Regions from separate parts of the Bombyx mori genome. Here region 2 is linked to region 1. Evidence: chromatin contacts called from public Hi-C data. All regions are on one chromosome and are shown on one strand. The core of a region is the stretch at or near the end of the contact, and the rest is flanking DNA. Distances in the headings are between cores, read along the strand shown. Region 1 holds the start of LOC101736147 (myotubularin-related protein 2). Region 2 overlaps LOC101742892 (formin-binding protein 1-like).

Region 1 (3,160 bases), core at 496-2,995:
TTTCTACTTTTTCAAGAAGAAGAAGAACAAAACAAAAGAAAATATTTAAAAAAGTTTTCAAAAACAGTTAACCTTTTCTGGATCATAATGACGAGGATTCAAATTTTCTAATATATCCGAATAATATTTTTCCATGAATATATTTATCCATTTCTTATCTTTGGATACGAGGGGCGCCTCAATCCATTTGGAATAATAACATTTTCTCCAAAACATATTGCTTTTTATATTATCAGCTAAAATTTGCAGCGGTACATTGGTATCTAAAACCTGTAAAAACAATTCTCGGTCTTTCGCTATGAGCTCCTCAAGTTTCGGATAGCCTGTGAAAAATAAATATAACAATATATAACATATTGAAGGTGCTCGGTTTTTTTCGAATTTTCAAAAATCATAAATCTCATTTTGCTTATTGTTATACTCACCAATCCAACTCTCTGCTAACTTAGTAATGCAAATAGAAACTAAGGATTTTGGATGTTGAGCATCCCAATCAAAATTTTCTGATTTTAATTTTCTTGCTGGCTCTAAATTTTCACTTTGCATATAAGTAAAATAGGTGCTTCTACTGATACTTTCTGGTAAATTCAACATTGTATTGCAATTTTTTAATTTTTTTAGTGGAGCTCCGAGGCAACCATTTGTTTCTCAGAATGTTAAATCAATTCTCACATTACCAACATAACATACTGATCTGTATATTGATTTTAGTGTTTATTAACTGTTATTAAAATTAAATTGAGTAAATAAATAAATAAAATAGCTTTTAGTTACTTAGTAACGGAAATAGTAATATATTTTGTTGGAATATCACTCAGTTTTAGTTTATAATCCGGTCCAACACCTTGGATCCTAGGTTACCTTGAATATTAGACAGGCTATCAAAACGAGTAGTGGCAGAGGACTTCCTGTACCTCTTCAAACAGCCTGATGACATTAGGAAATTAATAAAACACTTTGTTTTTGCACAACTTTGTTTAGGCTTACGATTCGCACTCCACCGAAACCTACTTAGTCTGCGATCAGACTTTCTTTCGTCCATGGCAGTATTTGCCCTATGTGAATGTGGTTCGTTCATGCGGCCCTTACTCACATAGACGCTCTCAAAGCTCTACAGTACCGCTCCTGTAGGTAATTCATTGAAATATCCTGGTATGTGAAATATATTTACGACACTTTAGGCCTCGACCATAACTGTAAGTTAATGTGGCCGCTGCTAACTAAGCTGCTATGTCAGCGTGACCGGGGGATTAGGTGAGATCACTGGGCTCCAACCTGAGGATGTTGCTAACACTAGCCCTAGCAAGAGCAGAGCTTCGTAGCATCTATTTTTAACACTATCTGTTTCCTGCCGCCAAAAAACAGATCAGTGAACTTGTTGAACTCATCGAAGGATTCTACGGGGTACTTACTACTTAACCCATAGCATCATCCCACTGAGTTTCTCACCAAATTTTCTCCGCGAGTCATTGCTCCGATTCGGCAGTTAAGATAATCGGAAGCAATTTAACTTGTGCTGGTATATTTTTTTCGTAGGCTCTTAGGCAAATAGCAAACCCTACGCTTTCTGGCGTGCCCTTGTTCGCTCATCCAAACTGGCGAGGCTGGAAAGATTTCCGAGTCATCAACAATAAATTCATCCCAAGAAAAACAACTTCAGCTTTGCTTGTTTGCAGATGCTTGAGGCTTCGGACTTGCGTGTAAATCCGGCATTAAATGCTAAAGATTGAAATAATGACAGGAGGAACTGGAACGCGTTAAAAAAATGAAGTTCGCTGAATAGGGAATTGAATGTTTGGACATATTTTAAACTTTATTTTGTCAAAATTCTTCTCTTTAAATTGGTACTAGACAATAAAATATATTGTTATTCAATAATGGATAAACATAACAGTTCAGAACTATTAAGTTCCGACTTTTCGCTATCCAAGAATGCAAGTTCTGATTCATTGGATTCTGATTCTAAATCAAGTTCTTTGAATTCTAAACACGGACAGGACTCCGTAAGTTTCCTAAAACGATTAATTTATTCTTATTGAATTTTATTGCAGGCCGTTATTTCCTGCAGTTTTAACTCAGTTTTAGTTTAGGTTCACCTTCTGACGATAATTGTTTGTAATCTCAGAATGGCTACTCAAAGAGACTGTCGTACCGCTTTCAGTAAATCTAGAGCTATACATGTCTGCTTGTTTGTTAATCAAATTCATAGTCAAAAGTTTCATTCTGAGCTCTTTAAGGCTAGTATTAAAAAAATTAGAAAAGAAAGAAATATCTAATAAACCTAATTGAAAATAAAATATTTAATTTTCTTTCTAGCCCCATGTCCTCGGAGATATACAGCTGTTGGATGGTGAAAAGGTTACAAGTGTAGCTCGTGATGTAACTTATTTGTGCCCATACAGTGGACCAACGAGGGGAGTCCTGAAAGTGACAAACTATCAACTTCACTTTAGACCAACTGATCCTAGTGCTACTCTAGGTACATTGAGTGTGCCACTGGGGGTTGTGAGTATTATTTTATATTTATATTTTATATTTTTTACAAAAGTAATCTGTTACAGCCTAGCTTGTTTAAATGAGAAATAGTTCTATAAGAAATGGAGGCAATGGAACTGGTCTGCAAAGATTCTGTTATAAAAGCATTAGAACTATAATTATTCATACCCTTTATATCCTAAATCAACATTTTATTAATCAACACAGATTATAAATAACTAAGGATGGCCTTATAAAAATGAATGGTGCAATTAACTTATCCTCATTTGTTTTAATTAAAGGACCTCTTGGTATGCTATAATAAAATTGTACACACTGGTAACAGGCTATTTAATGATGCAGATGTCTCTCCAGTGTTAATGGTGAGGAATGTGAGACAACTATTCATAAGCTATTTTGGTGTCTTGTACACCTGCTTTTTGGTGAAATTGATATGGTACCTACACAATCCTGGTTGAGAAAACTATCCATAAGCTATTTTGGTGTACAAGGCTTTTTGGTGAAATTGATATGATACCTACACAATCCTGATACCTACACAGTCCAAATACAAATCAAAATGAAGTCATTAATTTGCAAAAAATGGCTTCTTTAGTGTGTGTGCTGCTTAGATATTTATAGCAGGCTAGTATGACCCTGTTGAGGAACTAACTGTATGATAGAG
Region 2 (3,160 bases), core at 199-2,698, 62 kb before region 1:
TAGGCTACTTTTTTTAGACTAGCTTCACCCCGCGGCGTCACCCGCAGTTATTGTCGTACCGCGTGCAACATGGCGGGCTTCGCCTATCAATACTAAAATTTAATGTTCCCGAAGCGAAGCGAGGGCGGGTCGCTAGTGTTTTTAATAAAATCCACCAGAGCGAGTTAGTGGTTTTTTAGTGGAATGGATTGTACGTCTTAGTGGGAGAGAATTCAGAATGCTGGCAACACTGATAACAAAAATGTAAGTAGAGTGTATGTAACTGACCGGCTAGTGTTGCGCGTCGGAGTAGAGCGTGGTCGCGATGTACGTTGTGGGCACGAACCCCTCCTCGCGGGTGCGGTTGCGGCGCACGCGCGTCCAGCCGTCCCCCGCGTCCGTCTCCAGCACCAGCAGCTGCTCGCCGCACTCCATCCGCATCGTGGACCCGCTGCCGATACCTGCACAACCGAAACTGGCGTGAGCGCCGCTATGTTTGCTTATAGAACAGTGTTGGTATGGTGGGGACTTTATGGCGGAACGTGAGGAGTGAAGTTGTGTGATCTGTTTTATTACACGCTTTATGTTAGCTTCACTTGTATGTATCTTTGTGTTTGTAACTGACTTCTTTATACGCGATTTTGACCCACTTTAAACGGCCAGACTTCATTCAGACTTTGTAGATTTATCGAGGACCAATGACAATTCAATATTTAAAAAAATCTTAAAAAATATATTATTAATAATTTTTTTTCAATTATATACATTTTTTAAATTGAAAAAAAAATGAAAAATTGATATTCAACTAAAAAATGTTTTTTTATTTTACAATAAAAAAATTTTTTACACTATTTTCAATTTAAATTTATTATCTATTTTTAGTTGAATTTTATATAAAGCGTGTTTTTTAGTTTTATTAAACTATTATTTATTTTTCATTTTTTAGTTGAATTTAAATTTCTTTAATTTTTTGTTTCAATTTTTTATTTTTTTTTGTCTATTTAGTGTTCCTTCAGTTTAAATGCGTAATAACGGTGGTTTATTAACAGTTTTGGTATCTGTGAAAGCGCACAAACGTGGCAATTCTCGGAATCCTCAAAAAAAATCCACTAGAAAATTCTCAATAAATGACCACCATTTTACTGAGATTATATTTCATACCATATCATCTCATCTCATTTCATTTCATGCCATGTTTCATATTAATCAACTTCATTTCATTACACTTCATATCATCATTTTCAGGATTAAAATAAAGACTTGACCTAAAGGTCTTAGTTACCGGGGCATAAAATCTCTTAATAAAAAATATAAATTGGTATGTACGGCAACGCTCACCTTCGAAGGCATAAAGCGCCTTGCAGTAGCCGACGGGTTGCAGGTCGGGCTCGCAGTAGTAGTAGTCGAGGTCGGACTCGCGGTCGTCCTGGTCGTGCTCGCCGTTGGCGTGGTCTGTGTGTGCGGCGGCGAGCTCCCCGCCCAGGCCGGACTCGGGCGAGCCTCCCGCCGCGCGCACCCCCGCCCCTCCGCCCGTGCCCGTGCCCGTACTCACAGACGACTCCGACGCCGAGCGGGACAGGGACTCGCTGTTCGAACCGATACTGGAACAAACGATAGTCCAAATATTATTATTATTTTTTCTCTACCTAAGCTAATAGCCTGGAGAGGCTATTTCAGCGTAACTAGTAGGTGAGCTCACGGGGCTCAAACCGGAGTGATGCTAACACTGACCTTAGCAAGAGCAGTGCTTCGCAGAACCTACCAACGGATCGGAAACGCGACCCACTGAGAAGATCCGGCGAGAAACTCAGTGGGCTGTGTCTATGGGGTCCAATTATGGCAACTCGACTTTGCTACACATTATATTTTTAGAGTAAAAACTGCAATTTTCTAACGATGACATACATTATTATGCTATTTCATGCTCAACTTTGTTTGACTTTACAGGTTACGTTTTATCTTTAAAATCTTATGTATTAAAATATCTGTTCTCGTGATATTACTGCCTATCGTGACAAGATGTAATGTGTGCATACAGTACGCATGGAATGTGCGAATCCAATGGGCTCTAGAAATAAAGTCGGTAAATGCGTCGAGTGTGTGTTGTCCAAATAAAAATGACGTCTCACAAAACGTCACTTTTTATTTTTTCCATTAGGTAATGCAAACAAATTATTATGCTTATTCGATTGAAACAAATTCAAATCTATTATCATTAAATTTAATGTTAAAATTAAAGGTTTTCATCAGGTACTTTTTTTCAAGAATCCTTTAGCAATTTCTGCAAAGTGAAACTCTCAGCTCAGCACTCAAATGGTTGATAATAAATTATGATTATATTTTATTTATTTCGGGCTTTAGAATAGGCTACCCCTCCACGGTGTTTCCCGAGCGCTATGACATGTCCTTCTGCAAACGAGGTGTTAACGACTCAACGTCGCGTCATACATTGATAGCTGTGATTGGGCAACGATGACGTCATATCGCACGAACCAATAACAAATTAGGAAACGCCATAGTGGCACCAATTGTCAAAATTTTAAAAATTATACACGAAGAAAAAAGATGCACGCGCATGTCAATTCTATTTACGTAAACTAATTAAAACCAATATAATTAGTAGTTAAATAAGTAAACGCATTTATTAATTTTCCTGGCCACCTCAAGATACCTATCAGAAATGAGACGCAACACGAGGCTTGTGGAGTGTACTTAACGGTAGGCAGCGGTTTAGCTCTGCCCTGGCACTGCTGACGTCTATGGGCGACGGTAACTACTCACCATAAGGGGTAGGCCGTATGCTAGTATGCCTTCAACGAAAAAAAAAATCGGTTGTCTGTAAAGTCGTGACAACGTCATAAGAAAATACTGATGGAATGGTTTCACAATTATCGTTGCTATAAACAATTGACACCACATTCACTTTTCATTGAACTTTATACTTGACGAAAACATGTAAATGTATTATTGTATAGCAGCTGTCCACGCGGATGCATCGCTCACTCAAGTAGGAGAGAGACAGACGTCGAACGCTGCCGAACGCGGAGGTGTGTTGCGCGCTCTCGCTTGCACTTCAAGCCTTAAATGGAACGCCTCATGAGTCATGTTTTTTCGTGCGTGCAGCCGGCTCCATCGAATTATAAGACATTGTCATGTCAAAAAAAAAAAGAAAAAACTGGCG

The links. A called contact is a pair of places that touch in the nucleus more often than the background predicts.
Region 2: a Hi-C map of midgut shows a contact between it and region 1, with 1.8 times the contacts expected there. The contact joins the enhancer-like site here to the promoter of LOC101736147 in region 1. A contact is called at or near these places in 2 of 7 Hi-C or Micro-C datasets (midgut and whole pupa).

What each region holds. Positions count from the first base shown.
Region 1 is chr15:6,469,296-6,472,455 of ASM3026992v2, reverse strand. It overlaps LOC101736147 (myotubularin-related protein 2), which reads left to right and starts at 1,745. Exons shown (of 12, transcript XM_038015655.2): 1 at 1,745-2,003; 2 at 2,317-2,505. The coding sequence starts at 1,878.
Region 2 is chr15:6,531,484-6,534,643 of ASM3026992v2, reverse strand. It overlaps LOC101742892 (formin-binding protein 1-like), which reads right to left. Exons shown (of 14, transcript XM_004928501.4): 12 at 1,318-1,580; 13 at 268-440. The coding sequence ends at 271. Among protein-coding and RNA genes, the nearest start is that of LOC101735884, 8.4 kb to the left of the region's middle. Within about 2 kb of position 1,448, at least 5 of the 8 cell types and tissues checked have open chromatin away from gene starts, as enhancers often do.